Linked DNA regions of Mus musculus: all the other regions are linked to region 1. The links are chromatin contacts, called in public HiChIP or PLAC-seq, Micro-C and promoter capture Hi-C maps. All regions are on one chromosome and are shown on one strand. The core of a region is the stretch at or near the end of the contact, and the rest is flanking DNA. Distances in the headings are between cores, read along the strand shown. Region 1 holds the start of Pfn1 (profilin 1). Region 2 overlaps Spns2 (spinster homolog 2). Region 3 holds the start of Atp1b2 (ATPase, Na+/K+ transporting, beta 2 polypeptide). Region 4 holds the start of Mybbp1a (MYB binding protein (P160) 1a). Region 5 holds the start of Slc25a35 (solute carrier family 25, member 35).

Region 1 (2,923 bases), core at 174-2,673:
ATCGATCAATGATCGAGGGGGAGCCTTTGGATGCTCAGAACAGCCCTTCAGGAAAAGCAGAAGCAAAGAGGGGAAGGGAGGGGGTAGGAAGGGAGGAGAAGTAACTTTGTCCTTATTTGGTCAAAGGTTCTGCAGGCGTTGTTAGGAGCCCGGACGCCTGGGTCTCCGGGTAACCTGGAGTTTGGGTCCAGGTAGCTATGCCCCAAGATAAGGAAGCTGACCCCGGGGGCTCTCTAATTAAGTTCAAAAAGTTTATTAGGGCAGGAGACTAGTCTGTGTGTGAGTCTAGACATCCCAGAGAACCTTTCTCCTTCTCCCCCTTAAACCCCCAAACCCCTATATCCGGTACCCTCCCGCCCGGAAATCCCCTCCCCCCATTCGAACTTCCGCTCCCCCTCCCCACTTCCGGGCAGTGTGGTCAGGGAAGGTGGTGGTAGGGACAGCAGCAACCTTATTCCTTCACTTTTACCGTCTCAGAACTTCTCACAAAGTTCCCCTACGCCGGGCCCGGGCGGATGGCGGGAAGGGAGGGCGAGGGGACTTCCGGAATCGGCCTCCCAGGAATGTTGAGGCTAACGTGCCGACTTGGGGGGTGTGTGTGTGTGTGGCGGCCTCGCCCTCTCTAACGGAGCTGGGAGGGGCAGGGTGGCTACCGAGGTCCGGCCCGGGCCCAAGGCCACGCGCCTGGCGCTCCCATCAGCGTCAGGGGGAACAATGGTGGAGGGAGAGCGAGCATTCGGCCCGAAGGGGAGTCCAGGCTCCGGAGCCCCTTATCAATCATAATCCCGGGCTAAAACTGCAGCGCGTGCCCGCCCCGCCCTGGAGGAGGCGGAAGTGGGCCGCCGCACCGGCCGCCGCGCCCCTCCCCGCCCTGGGCCCCGGATGTAACGCCCGGTCGCAGAAAGCGGGGCGGCGGGCGAGATGGGCGCCGCCGCCGAGGGGCGTAGAGCCCGGGGAACCACAGAGGGAGCCAGTCTCACGCAGCCGCCATTCGCCCCGCCGATGGGAGAGGACCGGATCACGGCCTCCCGCTGCCCTCGCTCGCCTGCGCCCGCCCCCACCCCAGTCCCCCAGAGGGTCTAAGGCCGGTCACTGCTCGGGACCGCACGAGCCTCGCAGTACCGTAATGCTAACGAAGGTCTTCCCGGGGACGGCGGCCCAGACGGAGGGCGAGTCCTTGTAGCCTACGATGGCCGCGTCCTGACAGGTCCCGTCCGCCATAAGGCTGTCGATGTAGGCGTTCCACCCGGCCATGGCGCTGCTGCTGGGGCTGCTCTGCGGGCTGTTGCTGGGATCGCGGGCTCGGGCTCGGGCTGGCGGGCGGGGGAAGGCAGAGAGCTCGGGGCACGCGCTGCCGTCCGGAACGCGGCTCTGTTAGCTGTGCAGCAGCCCTCGCACCGCCACTTCCTGCTCCTCCCCCCCCCCTCTAGATTTTTATTTGCAAAGGGCGGCGGGGCGGGGCCTGCGCCCCATTCCCTCCCTCCATCCTCCCCCCCCCCCCGCCGGGCCAGATAGCGAACTTTTGCAAATGCAATTTTTAAAAAACCCTCCCCCCACTTTGCAAAATTTGCCGAGTTCGATGGAAAGCCACGCCAAAGGCTATATAGAGTGGTGGTGGCAGGAGAGGTTAAGGTTAGGGCTCGCTCCGATTCATCCTGAATACCACTTGGCTATAGAAGGAGGAAGCCAGAGGAAGCAGGGAAAGAAAAAGAAAAAAAAAAAAAAAAGAAAATTAGTAAGGTTGAGCAAGTTGAAGTGGGTTCGGGGAACCCAGGGTTAAACCGAATCATTCCTCCACCCCCCAACCCCCACCTCCGCGGGAGGGAAGGAACGGCGGGCGGCGGCGCGTGCGCCCGCGCCTGCGCCGGGGCAGTGAGAAGCCAGCGCGTGGGGCGGTTGGGGCTAGCGGCTTGGCTGCGTGAGCGCGCGCCTGGCGGGACACATTTGGACCATCCGAGGAGGGAAGACGCGTCCCCAGCAGTCGGGACGGGCAGACGCCCCGGGTTGGGCCCTGCTGCCTTCTCCACATTTATCTAAACGATAAGGGAGCAAAAGTGAAATCGATATAATACTCTAGTCATTTTCAGTACTAAAGGTCTCTCCAACCAGGGCACCTGTCCCAACCGTCTGCCATGTACAGCGCACACGTTGGGTTCATTCGAGCGCGTCCCTAGATTCCCGAGGAATCATTCCCTTCGCTGGATCCGCTCCAGCTCAGCCTCGCCCCATGCCTGAACCCTGTCTACAGAGGTCACTGAATAGGGGCGCCACCCGGGTGACACGACGGGACTCATTTTTCAAGGCGGAAGAATACTAAAGTACCAAGGATGACAACTTTTATAAGAAGAGGAAAGTCCCCTCTACTTTGGACGCACTGGGGCTTTCTTCTTTTCCAGAAAAACTTTTGCTAAGTATTTATGTGCGGTCAGCTCACTCGCCGCCGAGCAGGTCTAGGGGCGAATGGCAGGCCACTGAGGCTGGAGGGAGTAAAGGAGTCACCCGGGACCCTGGCCTCCGAGGGGCTCGGCCGCTTCCGGTCCCTCGGAGGAGGGGCGCCAGGGTGTGCAGCCTCTCCCAGTGGAAGTACTTGGTTCGCTGCCTTTTGGAGCCGGGTTGGGTTCCCTGACGTTCATCCCCAAATTCTGGCTCCCCACGCCCCCCAGCCGAGGTTCTTCGACAGCCGCGTGGCTGAGTCACGGGCGGGGCCGCGCTGGGGCACGTGGCGGCCTGCGCCCGCCATCCCTTGACCTCTGATCTGCGCGCCTCCTGCCCGGGGGTGGAAAAATCCCGCAGGGAGCGGCAGGAGATAAGAGAGGAGGGGCGGGACAGGGACGCCACGACAGGTGGGGACCCTAGGGTGGAGGCAAGGAGGGCGACCCCGTGGGGAGGGCCGACGGGGAGGAGCGCTCGAGAGCCGGCCGCC
Region 2 (2,994 bases), core at 202-2,701, 1.8 Mb after region 1:
TGAGGTTGATGCATTGGCCATTCCTGTTCGAACATCTCTGCCAAACATCTCTGCTGCTCTGTACAGCCAGAGTCCAGTGTTGCCTTAGAGTATGATAGACATTATCATAAAATTTTATTGAGAATACATGTATGAGAGAGAAGACAGATCATACAGTATTAAATAGAAGAGACGGTGACATTTCAACTCAGCAAAGACCTGCAGGAGACAAGGAAACAGTCATAGAAGTACCGGGGAAAGGAGAGCTAGAGTGCACTTGGTGTGTTTGCGGGGCGTGAAAGAGGCCAGAGTGTCTGAAGCAAAGTGACGGAGGGGGAAGGGTGGAAGACAAGGCTAAGAGGCCAGATGGAGTGGGATCCTCACGGGGAAGGCAGGAGATGCTGAACAAAGAACTAATGACCTGGTTTGGCTCTGCTGGGACAAGAGCACAGTAATGTTCAGGGACTTGGGAGAGAATGCCACTGTTGATGATGGGAGGGGTTGGTGTTCTAGGTGAGATACAGAGATCCAGGTAGAATAGAGGCCAACTACACAGACAGGGAGTCCCCTCTGTCTCATGGAAGGCAGTCCCACTGCCAGTAGGCAGATGGCCAGACAACACTGACCTCTGTACGCTAGGTTCATGTGTATGTGGTTTAGCAGCCTCTGGGGAGACAGTATTTAGGGGGAGGAGCAATGACGAGAGGAAGGGCGTGAGCAGGGCAAAGTGGGTTGCTCAGAGTAGCATGAAGGGTTCTTTTCTCCGCTAGACTTGAAAACACAGGAGAGGGGACCTGGTAATTCAGGTCTGTGACTTAAGCTTTGGGCAGAATCAGTCCTTGCGCCATAGGGTTCAACCCCAGCTCTGCACCTTCTTAGGTAGGCTCCTTTGCCAGGTCACATCTCTGTCATTGTCAGCCTCATTGATGTGCTGGTAAATGTGTAGAAACAGGTTCTCTAAAAAGGGACAGAGGAGGGGCCCCACGATGCCTGGGGGTTGTGCATCTCCACAGTATAAACACTCTACCCGGCTGAGGCCAAGTCACCTAAGAGATGTGAAGCTCAGAGCTTAGTACCTTGTTCAGTCATAGGCGTTTCCACCATTCAGATAAAAGGAGTTTACCTTAAGCACACTGATAATGTCTTGATGTAAGAAAGTAATTAGGAAGCGATGACTTCTGAGAATTTATCAGCTTCTTTCAGTACAGATCACTCAGTTGTAAGTTTATTATGATTTAGTTCTAACAATGGCTGTGTCTAACAATCGGCTCACACAATTCCTAAAAATTTAACAATCGACTCTCATGAGCCACTCTAAGCCAGCTCCCCACGCCAACTTCCTCATCTGTAAAATGAAGATAAAAATAGCTGCTGCTCTGGTGGCTTGAGTATTGGATGAGACAGTGTGGGGGAAGGTGCTTCATGCCCTGCCCTCCGAGGCGCAGGCTGGGTCAACAAGGCTCGTGTTTACATTAGCCAGGGCCAGTATTATTTCCTTACATCTACAGAAAGAATGCTTTCTTGTCAGCTCTGCCTCCTAAGACCTGCCCAAGATCAGATCAGGATGTGGACGAGGAAAAGCTTAGTCTCAAAGGGCTTACACATGTTTAGAGGGGAAGAGGAACAACTGCCTTCTGTATGCCAGTCTGAACTGGGTGGGGAGTGGGCAGAGACAATCTGAGTAGGCAGTGCCTCTTGTCTAGCCAAAGTGCAGGTCCTACCATGAATTGCACAGCTTGATGTACTTAAAGCCTGTGAATCAGTAAGGGTCACCAAATCCTGCTAATGTCAAAGTGGGTAATGAAACGTGCCTAGGAGTTCACCATGATGACAACACATGCACACACACACACACACACACACACACACACACACCACTCTCTCGCTCCCCCTCACACTATCTCTCACACACAGTCACACACACGCACACATGCACACATACTCTCACACACACGCACACACACTCTCACACACACACATTATCTCTCATACACAGTCACACACATGCACACATGCACACATACTCTCTCACACAACACACGAACACACACATACTCTCTCACACACACATACTCTCTCACATACATACTCACACACACATGCACACACACATACTCTCTCACACACTCACACACACATACTCTCACACACACACATACTCTCTCACACACATTCTCTCACACACACACACTATCTCTTACACACAGTCACACATACTCTCACACACACACGCACACACACTCTCTCTCTCACACACACACACACAAGCACACACACATACTCTCACACACACTGACACACACACACACACACACACAGAGGCACGCACACACTGTCACAGGCACGCGCACACTGTCACATTCACACACACATTATATAAATTTCAAGTCTTCTAATCATATTGTACGATGGTTAATGAAGCACGATGCTTATTGTTAATAACGCCTGCAGTTGTCACTGATGGATCAGTTATGACAGACCAGGCCCTGGACACACACTTGGCACATGCATTCATCATTTCTGTCGATTCTCTCTCTAACTTCATCTTACAGAGAAGATGACCCAGCTGAAAGAAGTGATGTCACAGGGCAACTGTATGTCTGAGTCAAAATTAAACTGTAGTTTAGCTGACTCTGAAGCCCTCGCTTTAAATCATATCACTTGATGCTAGACTGGGAAGAGGATGGTCCCCACAGACGCCCCTGACGTCAGAGAATATTCATGCTATACTGGGAACAGCAGGAGATGGGTCAGGCTGCAGCGTGAGAAGGCCACAGGGGGACACACGTCCCTAGAGACCAGGACTGGGCTTACATTCTGAGGCCTAGCATGTCCCATCCCACCCCTGTGAAGGGAGTGCTTTCAAAAGCCCTCACTGAGTGACTGAAGGAACCTGAGGCAGGCACCTGGACCTTGGCCACATGGCACCATTTTCAGCAGGGCCGTCTGGCTCTCCCACTCTGGCTTTTTGCTCCTGCAGTGGGTAGGATCACTGCAGCTAGGTAGGCTCCCAGA
Region 3 (3,364 bases), core at 380-2,879, 1.0 Mb before region 1:
TTCCTTGAGGACAAGGGCTGCATTGATCTCCTTTCATGGTCCCCTAAGCCTCAGGTGGGTGGTCTGATGAAGACTGTGTCCAATCGATGTGGATATGTCGTAAATTATGTCACACAGAATCCCTTGTGCTTCAATTCTCCAGCTTGGCACTGTCTTGCAAGACTGTCAGTCACCCTTACCTCACCGGGTACCCATCAGCAGCCCCTGACTACCTAAGTCCTTGCACACCCATGAGGTAAGGGTAGAGAGTTCTTCCAAGGCATCTGAGTCCCATGTAAACACCCTGCCTGAGGATGTACCCATATCAGCACAGTGACCATTACTCCCTCCACCTCTGACATCTGAAAACCTCAAGCCTGGAAAAATACCATCCCTCCTGGCAGCCCCCCACCCACAAAGCAGCCACAGAGGACTCCAAACGCCCAATGGTGGAATACAGACAAACAACTTCCGCTGTTAAGAACCCCCCCTCCCAAGACCCCCCTGCCAGATCCGCCTCCTCATGAATGTTCCCAGGGTCCAAGGGGGTGGGTGAGAGCTAAAAATAAACGAGGTTGGCTAGCTAGTGAGAGCCAGAGGGAGAGTTAGGGCACTCTTCGGGGAGAGGGATGATGACCGTGTGCAGCCGCAGGGCCTGAGCCGGAGCGGGAGCGCCGTGGCACGGACACGCGCGCAGAGCCCGCGACCCCCCGCCCGAGGGGGCTCCGCGGGGGGCGGGCAGGCGGCAGTGACCTACTTTCTCCGCCTCCGCAGCGGCCAGTCAGAGAGATTAGACCGCTGATTCGGGGCCCCTCCCGATCCAAAGCCCGACAGTGGGGGCTGGACGCCAGGGACCCGGCAGGGGAGCTGGGGCGACGCCCGCGGGACCCTGCGCCCCAAAGGCATCGCCGAGCGGTCAGCTACCACCTTTCCCGCGCCAGCCCCGCGTACCCCAGCTGGTCCCGGTGCGCCCCATGAACTGGTGCGTCCGCGGGTTCCACACGAACTCCTTCCACTCCTCAACCACCTGCCCGCAGCTCTTCTTCTCTTTCTGGATGACCATCTTGGAGGCACGGGGCGAGTCCCGGCGCGCTGCTGGGGGCTGCGGAGAAGCCGGGGCGTCGCGCGCTGAAGCCCTCCACGCACCAAATGCGCGCGGGAGCGAGGCAGGGAGACTCCAGTCAGATATACAGCTGCTGCAAATTCCGGGGTGCACAGCCACGCACTGTGGTCTGCTGGCAGTGCGGCGAAGGTGCACCGAGGCTAGGCCCCCCGACTGCGATAGAAAGGGGGGCTGTCAAAACAGGGAAAGATAACCAGGGAAAGGGATGCCGAGGCACCTTCACCCCACACACCGCCTAGAAGCAAAACAAAAAGGGGTGCAAAACCAGACGGCTCCAAAATTCGAGCGAAACGCAGAAAAAGCGGGGTGCAAAGAAGCAGGGAAAGATGGGGGAGGGAGCCGCCCCGAAATCCGAGATGCAAAGAGGCTGTAGAACGCGGCAGGTGGCCGATTAAGGCTCCTCCGACAAACGGCGACAGCCACACCACAGTTGGCCCAGCCAGTGGGAGCTGGGGCGGGGACAAGCAGTTGTGGGGGAAAGACAAGGATAGGGGCCCCCCAATCGGAGGCTCCGCTCCTCAGCAGTGCGGGGAGCGCGAACCCTGCGCACAGTCTTTATAGTCTGTGACTCTGAGGGTGTCCGCCCCCTTCCCACCCACCCCTCAGGAACCCCGCCTCTTCGTTGCTCGCTCAGGAGACCTCATACATATGCAAATGAAGATGGATTGGACCCGCCCCCTGGCGCCTTTTTTTTTTTTTTTTTTTTTTTTTTTTTTGGTCCTAGCGGGTTCTTCCTACCCCAGACCCCAGGTACAGTACTGAAACAAGATTGGAAAAGAAGACAAGAGGGTGAGAGTCTGGGTAGACCTAAAGAAGAGAACACCTCCTGAGAGGCTCAAACTGAAAGACGAGCTGATACGTACTCAAAAGTGGGGGGCCCGGGGCAGGGAATTTAAAAAGAGACTAAGATAGAGTTACTTCGAAAGCCTCCGGAACAGAGGGCTGAATGTGAGAGGAATAAAGAAAAGCAAGCGCCAGACACCAAGAAAGAGCCTAGAAACTAGAACATAGAGAGGGATAGAAGCCACCACAGGACGCCCTTCTTCTCGGTTCCACTGGCTCCTTTGTCCAACCTACCTGTTCTCCATGACCAGGGTCCCTGCCATCTTTCCAAACTTGTTTGAGCCCCAAAATTTCCCTGTGTCCCTGATCTACAGCCAGGTCTGCATGGGTCCTGCCTTCCAGCCGCCCCTCCCCACCAGGTCTGATCTCCAGCCCACGCTTGCTGGAGCACCTACACCTGATGCCCCAGCTCTGGAACCTGGGTTCCCTTGGAGTGATGTTGCAGCCCAATAGCTTAAGAAGAAGAGGGGCAGGCTGGAGAGATGGCTCAGCAGTTAAGAGCACTGACTGCTCTTCTGAAGGTCCTGAGTTCAAATCCCAACAACCACATGGTGGCTCACAACCATCCATAATGAGATCTGACCTTGTGTGTCTGAAGACAGCTACAGTGTACTTACATATAATAATAAATAAATCGAAGGAGAAGGAGAAGGAGAAGGAGAAGGAGAAGGAGAGGAAGAGGAAGAGGAAGAGGAAGAGGAAGAGGAAGAGGAAGAGGAAGAAGGCCATTATCTTTATTTCTTTCTGTGGCAGGAACACCACAGTCCATACTTAGAGGAATTGGTTTTTTTCTTCTACCATGTGGATCCTGTACACAAGGCTAGCCTTGAAGAGATGCTCCTGCCTCTGCCCCCCACATTCTGGGTTTATAAAAATATGCCACTATGATATTTTATTACTCTCGGTGATGCTAGTAATGTGTTTTGTTTGTTTGTTTGGTTGGTTGGTTGGTTGGTTTTTATTTTTCTTTTCTTGAGACAGGATCCTGTTTATCTGAGGCTGGTCTGGGACACTGGTCTGAAGCAGCCAAGGTGGTTTCCACTCCTGAATACTGGGATTGCAGGTGTGTACCACCATATCCAGCTCCAGGGTTGCCTTCCTCTGCTGAAATTATAGGTGTTCATGACTATGTCTGACTGTAATTCCAATTTTACTCCAAGTATCACGGAAGTAATTCTAGCATTGTGAAATGACATAATTAAGTTTAATGGATCTTCCAGGCATGCTGGCCATATCTGGACTCAGCTACCTGGGATCCTGGGGTAAAAGGATTGATTGAGGTCAGGAGTTCAAGGTCATTCAGGACAGCATAACAAGACCCTAACTCAGAAGAAGAAGGAGGAAGAGGAGGAGGAGGAAGAGGAGGAGGAGGAGGAGGAGGAGGAGGAGGAGGCAGCAGAAAGAAGAGCCAGATATGTT
Region 4 (3,122 bases), core at 263-2,762, 1.8 Mb after region 1:
CATCTCCTTTGGCCCAGGTCATCGCCTACGTTGACATTTGCCATAGGTTAGCCAAGGCCTTACTCCAGCATAATTCACTGCCTCGGTACTCACAGCCACGGGCTGTGGCTGCTCTCAGCTAACAGTTGACCTTTTAAAACTGTAAATCAGATGTAAATCCTCCCTGCACTCTCTGAAGAAATTCTGAACCCTTGAGCCTGGCCCTGGGTTCTATATAACCTTGCTCCTGGCACCTGAGTCCTCCTCCTCACCTTACTGACCTCATTCCCGTAAGAGATGAGTGGCCTCTGTAGAAGAAATGTCCTTGGCCTGCTCTTAGATTTTTGCCCTGGGGACAATAGAGCCCATCTTGTCCCTCAGCTGTCAGCTCACATGTCAGTCTTGTCATGGTCTCTTAAATAGAATCTTAGAATCTATAGAATTTTCCCTTTAATTTTTTTTTTGGTTTTGTTTTTGTGTGTGTGTGTGGTTTTGGGTTTTTTGGTTTTTTTTGTTTTGTTTTGTTTTGGTTTGGTTTGGTTTTTCGAGACAGGGTTTCTCTGTGTAGCCCTGGCTGCCCTGGAACTCACTTTGTAGACCAGGCTGGCCTTGAACTCAGAAATCCACCTGCCTCTGCCTCCCAAGTGCTGGGATCAAAGGTGTGCACCACCATGCCCGGCTTCCCTTTAATTTTTTTTTTTTAAGAAAATGTTGTTTATTTTATTTTATTTTTTTTTTTGTTTTTTGTTTTTTTTTTTTTTTTGGTTTTTCGAGACAGGGTTTCTCTGTATAGTCTTGGCTGTCCTGGAACTCACTTTGTAGACCAGGCTGGCCTCAAACTCAGAAATCCGCCTGTCTCTGCCTCCCAAGTGCTGGGATTAAAGGCGTGTGCCACCACCTCCCGGCTGTTTATTTTTATGAATACACTGTATCTGTCTTCAGACACACCAGAAGAGTGGATTGGATCCCATTACAGATGGTTGTGAGCCACCATGTGGTTGCTGGGAACTGAACTCAGGACCTCTGGAAGAGTAGTCAGAGCTCTTAACCGATGAGCCATCTCTCCAGCCCCTCCCTTTAATTTTTAACAGGCGATGTTTTCACGTTTTTTAACATTTAAAAGGCTCCCTCTGCTCCCTACATTCCTTATTTTCCTCATAACTATCATTTAAAATGTATTTGTCTACTCGTTCATCAACCATCTCTTCCCACTAGAAAGGAAGTCCACAGAAGCCGCGGCTTTGTTCGGATGCACACAATAAAAGCGGAATAATAGCGGATGTCTCGGACTAGATCGCGAGCAGACCCGGGTCTGGGAAGAGATCATACTACGGCTTTTTCGTGGATTTGTTTGCACCTCCGGTCGTCAGGAACTCCTCCAGGTTAAAGGAAGAGATCGAAGCATCAGTTTCTGAGCACACGCGCGTGTGAGAACACTCTGCTCCACCCACAGCCACAAGGGAAAGGCAAGGCCGTACGGAAGCCACTTCCAACCTGCTAGGCCCCGCCCTCACTCGGACGTCCCAGTGCGCAGGCGCCGAGACCTGACCTGGAAGTGACTGTCTTCTGAGCCCACGTGTTTGGCTCAGCATGGCGGAGATGAAGAGCCCCACGAAAGCTGAGCCTGCGACTCCCGCAGAAGCGGCGCAAAGCGACCGCCACAGCCTGCTGGAGCACAGCCGCGAGTTCTTGGACTTCTTCTGGGACATTGCGAAACCGGATCAGGAAACGCGGCTCCGGGCCACGGAGAAGTTGTTGGAGTACTTGCGCACAAGGCCCAATGTATGATGGAGGGGCCCAGGCCCATCGTGGCTCTGGATGCAAGGGGGAGGGGTGGGCCCTTCAGATCACTGTTGAACACGAGGGATGTTCTTGGTTCCGTAGGATTCGGAGATGAAATATGCCCTGAAGCGCCTAATCACTGGGCTTGGGGTGGGCCGAGAAGCCGCTAGGCCCTGCTACAGCCTGGCGCTGGCACAGGTGAGACTGTGTGTCTGGCAAGGGCACGATCTCGCTGGGCAAAGGTGGCGTCTAAGGGTAGGGGGCACCGAAGCTGCGGGGTAAGAAGAAATCCGAGATGCTTCAGAGGGGATACAGGCATCCTTACTTGGGTGGGAGGAAGTGCCAAAACATGGCCTATGTACAGCAAAGTCCAGGCAGGTGGAAGAGTTGAACACGTTTTCTTTCTGATACACGTTTATCAGCTACAGAGTATTAGCTACAGTTACTGGAAGTAGTGAACTTTGAGGTTGATTTCTGCAAGGTTGGGGAGCCGCCTCCAGGTTAGGAAGGCAACTGATGACAGACCACGTAGAAATTTGTACAGCAAAAAGCAATGAAGACTAACCAGCCTCAAGGCAACTCAGAACAGGATCTTTGGATGGGATGGGTTTTCCCAAGAGGTACAGAAGCAGCCTAGGCCTTCTGAAGCCTTGATGGAGGTGGGGCTTAGCCATGTAAGATGTGGTCCCTTGAAAGCAGTAGCGCTTGTGAGGGATGGGAGGAGCACGGAGATTATATTGGGGAAAGCTGAAGGAGGGAAATGGACTTGGTCTGGTTTGTTGTCCCTGGGCCACTCCTGAGCTCTTTCTGGTCTTGCCTGGTAGCTGTTGCAGTCTTTTGAAGACATCCCATTGTGTGACATCCTGGATCAGATACAAGAAAAATACAGCCTACAAGCCATGAACAAGGTGCGTGAGATTCCCAGACAGACAACCTGCTCCTGAACAGCTATGGGGAGGGACCCTCTTCACCTGTGTTTTCAATCTTTTTCTAGGCAATGATGAGACCTAGTCTCTTTGCAAACCTTTTTGGAGTGCTAGCCCTCTTTCAGTCAGGCCGCCTAGTGAAGGTAAGAGCTTTTGGCACGGGGCGCAGGGACTGGTTTAGGGCTGGAGGGGAACAGATGGTAACAGACCCTGCTCTTCACCTTTTGCTCTCTGTGGATACCAGGACAAAGAGGCCCTGATGAAGTCCGTGCAATTGCTGAAGATCCTGTCCCAACACCCCAACCACTTACAGGGACAGCCAATAAAGGCTCTGGTGGACATCCTCTCTGAGGTAGAGAATCACAAGTCATGCCGTCTGATTTGGGAAACGTTGAAAAGATTTGGGTAGGAACATGATGAGGACAGATGGTTTGA
Region 5 (3,220 bases), core at 531-3,030, 1.7 Mb before region 1:
ACAGAGGCAGGCAGATTTCTGTGAGTTTGAGGTGAGCCTGGTCTACAGAGTGAGTTCCAAGACAGCCAGGGCTACACAGAGAAACTCTGCCTTGAGAAAGAATAAAAATTACTTAAAAAAAAACCAAAACAAACAAATAAACAAACAAAAAAAACCTTAAAATCTGTCAATCTCTTGGGCATCTGGTATTAAAGACAGAAAGTGTCACCCAGTAATGCTGAATGTTAAGCACCCAGGGGGACTTAGTGAAAGAATGTGGGGGTCCACCTGCAGAGTTCTTCTGGTTCAGGGAGTTTCCAGTGAGACTGGATGTATTTCTAAGTTCTCAGGCACTACTGCTGCTATAGCCACCATACTTTTGAGAACCCTAGGCTTTAAGCTCAGGGTGTGAAGCCAAGTGTGGTGTCACCCAGTAGGGCAGCAGGCTGGAAATCTTCAGCACTCCACATGCTGAGGCAGGAGGATTTTGAGTTTGAGGCTCCTAAAGGCTACACACAGCAAAGTTGTCTGGCAAACAACCTAAGACTCAGATCTGCCTCTCTCCCACCCCCAAGCTTCTAGAGTTTCCAGTATCGTGAAGTAGGGAAATTAACCACTAGCTAAGAACAATAGGAATGTTTTTGAGGTATTCCTAAAAATAGGTATGTTTGAGGAACAAAGTAGAATGAGGCTGAATAGGGACAACTTGAAAAGCCATCAGAAGATGCTCAACCTGACCTGAACGTCACCAAAGAAAGCTGCGGGGACCTCGGGGAAGTGGGAAGAGTTCTGTCAACTCCAGACTTCCCAGTAAATTACTGAGCGTGTAACACAAGGGCAACCTCTCCTTTGGAGTATGTCCCACAGATATTATCTCATTTTACAAGGGGTTCCTGAGAAGATAAGAAACTTGCCCACGGTCATCTATATAGTAGGAAGGAAAATATAAACCGGAATTCAGCGCTAAGCAGGGTAGTTGACTCAGGTGAGCCCTCTGCTTCTTCCTGCCGCCCAAATGACGCCACCTAAACTCCTACCTTCTTTCTCCAAGCTTTCTCTTTAAGCTCTTTTCCAGCCTCCCCCCCCCCCGGGCTCTTTCATAATTATTCATACGAATGAAGCAAGGACAAGAAACAAGTCTGTTTCTGTAACCTAAGCCTCGCTGAGGAGGAGATGGAAATCCTTGTCTTGACCTGCCCGGCCTCCTCTAGGTCATTGTGACGATCAAGAGCTTAATAAGATCAAGGTTTTGTTTTTTTTTTTTTTTTTCCCCTGGCTGGCCTTCAGGCCTCCCTCCCTGGGCGCCCGCAGCTGGCCACACCCTGGTACTAGACCCTACAGTTTACTCGGCCTTAGGGGATGGGTGCTGTCCAGCAGGTGTGTACCATCGCCCCGGCGGGCGGGACTGCAGTTTCCGGACTATCCTGGCATCCGAACAGCGCTGGGCGTGTCTGCGGTCAGGCAAACCCCAAACAGAGATGACCTGGGATTGAGGACGATCGCAGAGAGCCCGCCACCCACAGGAGTCGCTGCCCAACCCTCCGCGCTCAGCCTCTGCATCCCGGCCCACCCCAGTTCCTGGACAGTGATTAACAAAAACAAAAACCAAAAACATCTCCCCGCCTCCGGCACCCTCCCAATGCCAGGCCTGGGAGCCGGGGCGAGGAGAGTTAACCCAACCCGTTTTAGTTGAGGCCGAGGGCCCGGCCGATGGCAGCGCCTCCCATTGGCTGCTGAGCCGGCTCTTCGCTGATTGGCTGAGGCGCTCGGCTGCAGCTCTTGGAGAGTCCCCATTGGCGCTGCGTTCCAAGGACCCGAGAGTGGCCGCCCGGCCTCTGCAGACTACCTCGGGTAAAGGTGCTCTAGCTCCCGCAGCTACTTTGCCACGCTTATTCTTAGCCGGAATCCTAACTTCTTTCACAACCCTCCTCTCGCTGTTGTCGAGCCACCTTCGGCTTTTCCCTCTGATTCTTTTTCTGTTGTTGCTTTTCTTTTTCCTGCTTCTCCAGCTACCATTTCGTAACTCCGTTTTCCTAAGATACGCTCTGGTACCCCCATCCTAGGCATTCCCACCTGCCAGCTTCTAACTTCTGCTCCTCCCTGATCTCAGTTCCCTTGTCAACAGGGCCTTGTTGCCATACCCTACTACACTCCTCTTTCTTTCCTTTTGCTACCTTCTGATCCCCAAACTCCCTCTAACCTCACTTGACTTCTTGACATTTGACCCAGACAATTTAGCTCTCTTAAATTTCTACCTGTTGCAGCCTGGGCTTCAAAGAGCCAGGTGTTGTTCATATCCATCCCTGCTTTCTGAAGCTGTTTCTACCTTTACCATGGACTTCTTAATGAGTGGTGTAGCAGCCTGTGGAGCCTGTGTGTTCACCAATCCCTTGGAGGTTGTGAAGACCAGAATGCAATTGCAGGGAGAACTGCAGGCCCCAGGCACCTACCAGCGCCACTACCGAAACGTCTTCCACGCCTTCTTCACCATTGGCAAGGTGGATGGCCTAGCTGCCCTGCAGAAGGGCCTGGGCCCTGCGCTCTTGTACCAGTTCTTGATGAATGGCATCCGACTGGGCACCTACGGGCTGGCAGAGTCTCGGGGTTACCTGCACACTAATGAAGGCACCCACAGTCCTGTCCGCAGCGCCGCAGCTGGGGCCCTTGCTGGGGTCATGGGAGCATATCTGGGAAGCCCAATCTACATGGTAAGAAGAGGGGTCTGTCTGGTCTGGGGCTTTCAGAAAAGACTTTTGGCAGAGGGTGGGAGCCTGCCCTTTACAAAGGCATTGGTGACAGGGTGCTGTGCCCCATAAGCAGAAAATGGCACAGGAAAATGCTGGCAAGCTTCAAGGCCTTCTGATCTGCCTTATACACAGACACCCAACAGACTCTGCAATGTGTTGATGAAGATTACAGACTTAGCGTAAGGAGAACTCCTTTGAGTTGGGGTGTCATTTGTTTGTTGAGGCAGGGTCTCCCTATATTGTAGTATCAACACTTGCTCTTGTAGCCCAGCCTGGCTTCTAACTACAGTCCACCCTGAGTCTTCTCAGTGCTTCAGTTAACAGGTATGCATCCTAGCGGTATGCATTCAACTGAACTTTGAATCACACTTCCTAGCACTCATTGTTGCCATGTTGATAAGACAGGAATAATTATAGACTCTTGTGAAGTTGCTGAGAGGACTGAAGGAGACACATGAGATGTACATATGAAGGGTTCATATAGATCCCGGCAG

Evidence for each region. Promoter capture Hi-C pulls out the DNA fragments that hold promoters and counts their contacts. A called contact is a pair of places that touch in the nucleus more often than the background predicts. HiChIP or PLAC-seq counts read pairs in DNA pulled down with a chosen protein or histone mark.
Region 2: a contact with region 1 is called in an HNF4G HiChIP or PLAC-seq map of pancreatic cancer cells. The contact joins the enhancer-like site here to the promoter of Pfn1 in region 1. A contact is called at or near these places in 1 of 39 promoter capture datasets (embryonic stem cells) and 3 of 115 datasets of contacts at active chromatin or transcription factors (embryonic forebrain, embryonic stem cells and pancreatic cancer cells).
Region 3: a contact with region 1 is called in a promoter capture Hi-C map of pre-B cells, with 4 times the contacts expected there. The contact joins the promoter of Atp1b2 here to the promoter of Pfn1 in region 1. A contact is called at or near these places in 2 of 39 promoter capture datasets (hippocampal neurons and pre-B cells) and 1 of 115 datasets of contacts at active chromatin or transcription factors (embryonic forebrain).
Region 4: a contact with region 1 is called in a Micro-C map of embryonic stem cells, with 2.8 times the contacts expected there. The contact joins the promoter of Mybbp1a here to the promoter of Pfn1 in region 1. A contact is called at or near these places in 3 of 39 promoter capture datasets (all in embryonic stem cells), 2 of 484 Hi-C or Micro-C datasets (embryonic fibroblasts and embryonic stem cells), 5 of 115 datasets of contacts at active chromatin or transcription factors (embryonic forebrain, embryonic stem cells and large pre-B cells) and 1 of 9 other capture datasets (embryonic stem cells).
Region 5: a contact with region 1 is called in a promoter capture Hi-C map of pre-B cells, with 2.3 times the contacts expected there. The contact joins the promoter of Slc25a35 here to the promoter of Pfn1 in region 1. A contact is called at or near these places in 2 of 39 promoter capture datasets (liver and pre-B cells), 2 of 115 datasets of contacts at active chromatin or transcription factors (embryonic limb bud and pancreatic cancer cells) and 1 of 9 other capture datasets (liver).

What each region holds. Positions count from the first base shown.
Region 1 is chr11:70,653,227-70,656,149 of GRCm38.p6, forward strand. It overlaps Pfn1 (profilin 1), which reads right to left and starts at 1,424. Exons shown (of 3, transcript NM_011072.4): 1 at 1,123-1,424. The coding sequence starts at 1,254. It also overlaps a transcript of Eno3 not described here.
Region 2 is chr11:72,465,835-72,468,828 of GRCm38.p6, forward strand. The region is part of intron 2 of Spns2 (spinster homolog 2); the gene reads right to left. Among named protein-coding and RNA genes, the nearest start is that of Gm40194, 10 kb to the left of the region's middle. Within about 2 kb of position 1,452, at least 162 of the 459 cell types and tissues checked have an H3K27ac peak or open chromatin away from gene starts, as enhancers often do. A contact at or near this core is called in pancreatic cancer cells, where this site is marked.
Region 3 is chr11:69,604,331-69,607,694 of GRCm38.p6, forward strand. It overlaps Atp1b2 (ATPase, Na+/K+ transporting, beta 2 polypeptide), which reads right to left and starts at 1,630. Exons shown (of 7, transcript NM_013415.6): 1 at 931-1,630. The coding sequence starts at 1,042.
Region 4 is chr11:72,439,815-72,442,936 of GRCm38.p6, forward strand. It overlaps Mybbp1a (MYB binding protein (P160) 1a), which reads left to right and starts at 1,513. Exons shown (of 26, transcript NM_016776.3): 1 at 1,513-1,761; 2 at 1,864-1,959; 3 at 2,586-2,669; 4 at 2,756-2,830; 5 at 2,932-3,039. The coding sequence starts at 1,570.
Region 5 is chr11:68,966,351-68,969,570 of GRCm38.p6, forward strand. Slc25a35 (solute carrier family 25, member 35) reads left to right here and starts at 1,781. Exons shown (of 5, transcript NM_028048.2): 1 at 1,781-2,687. The coding sequence starts at 2,313.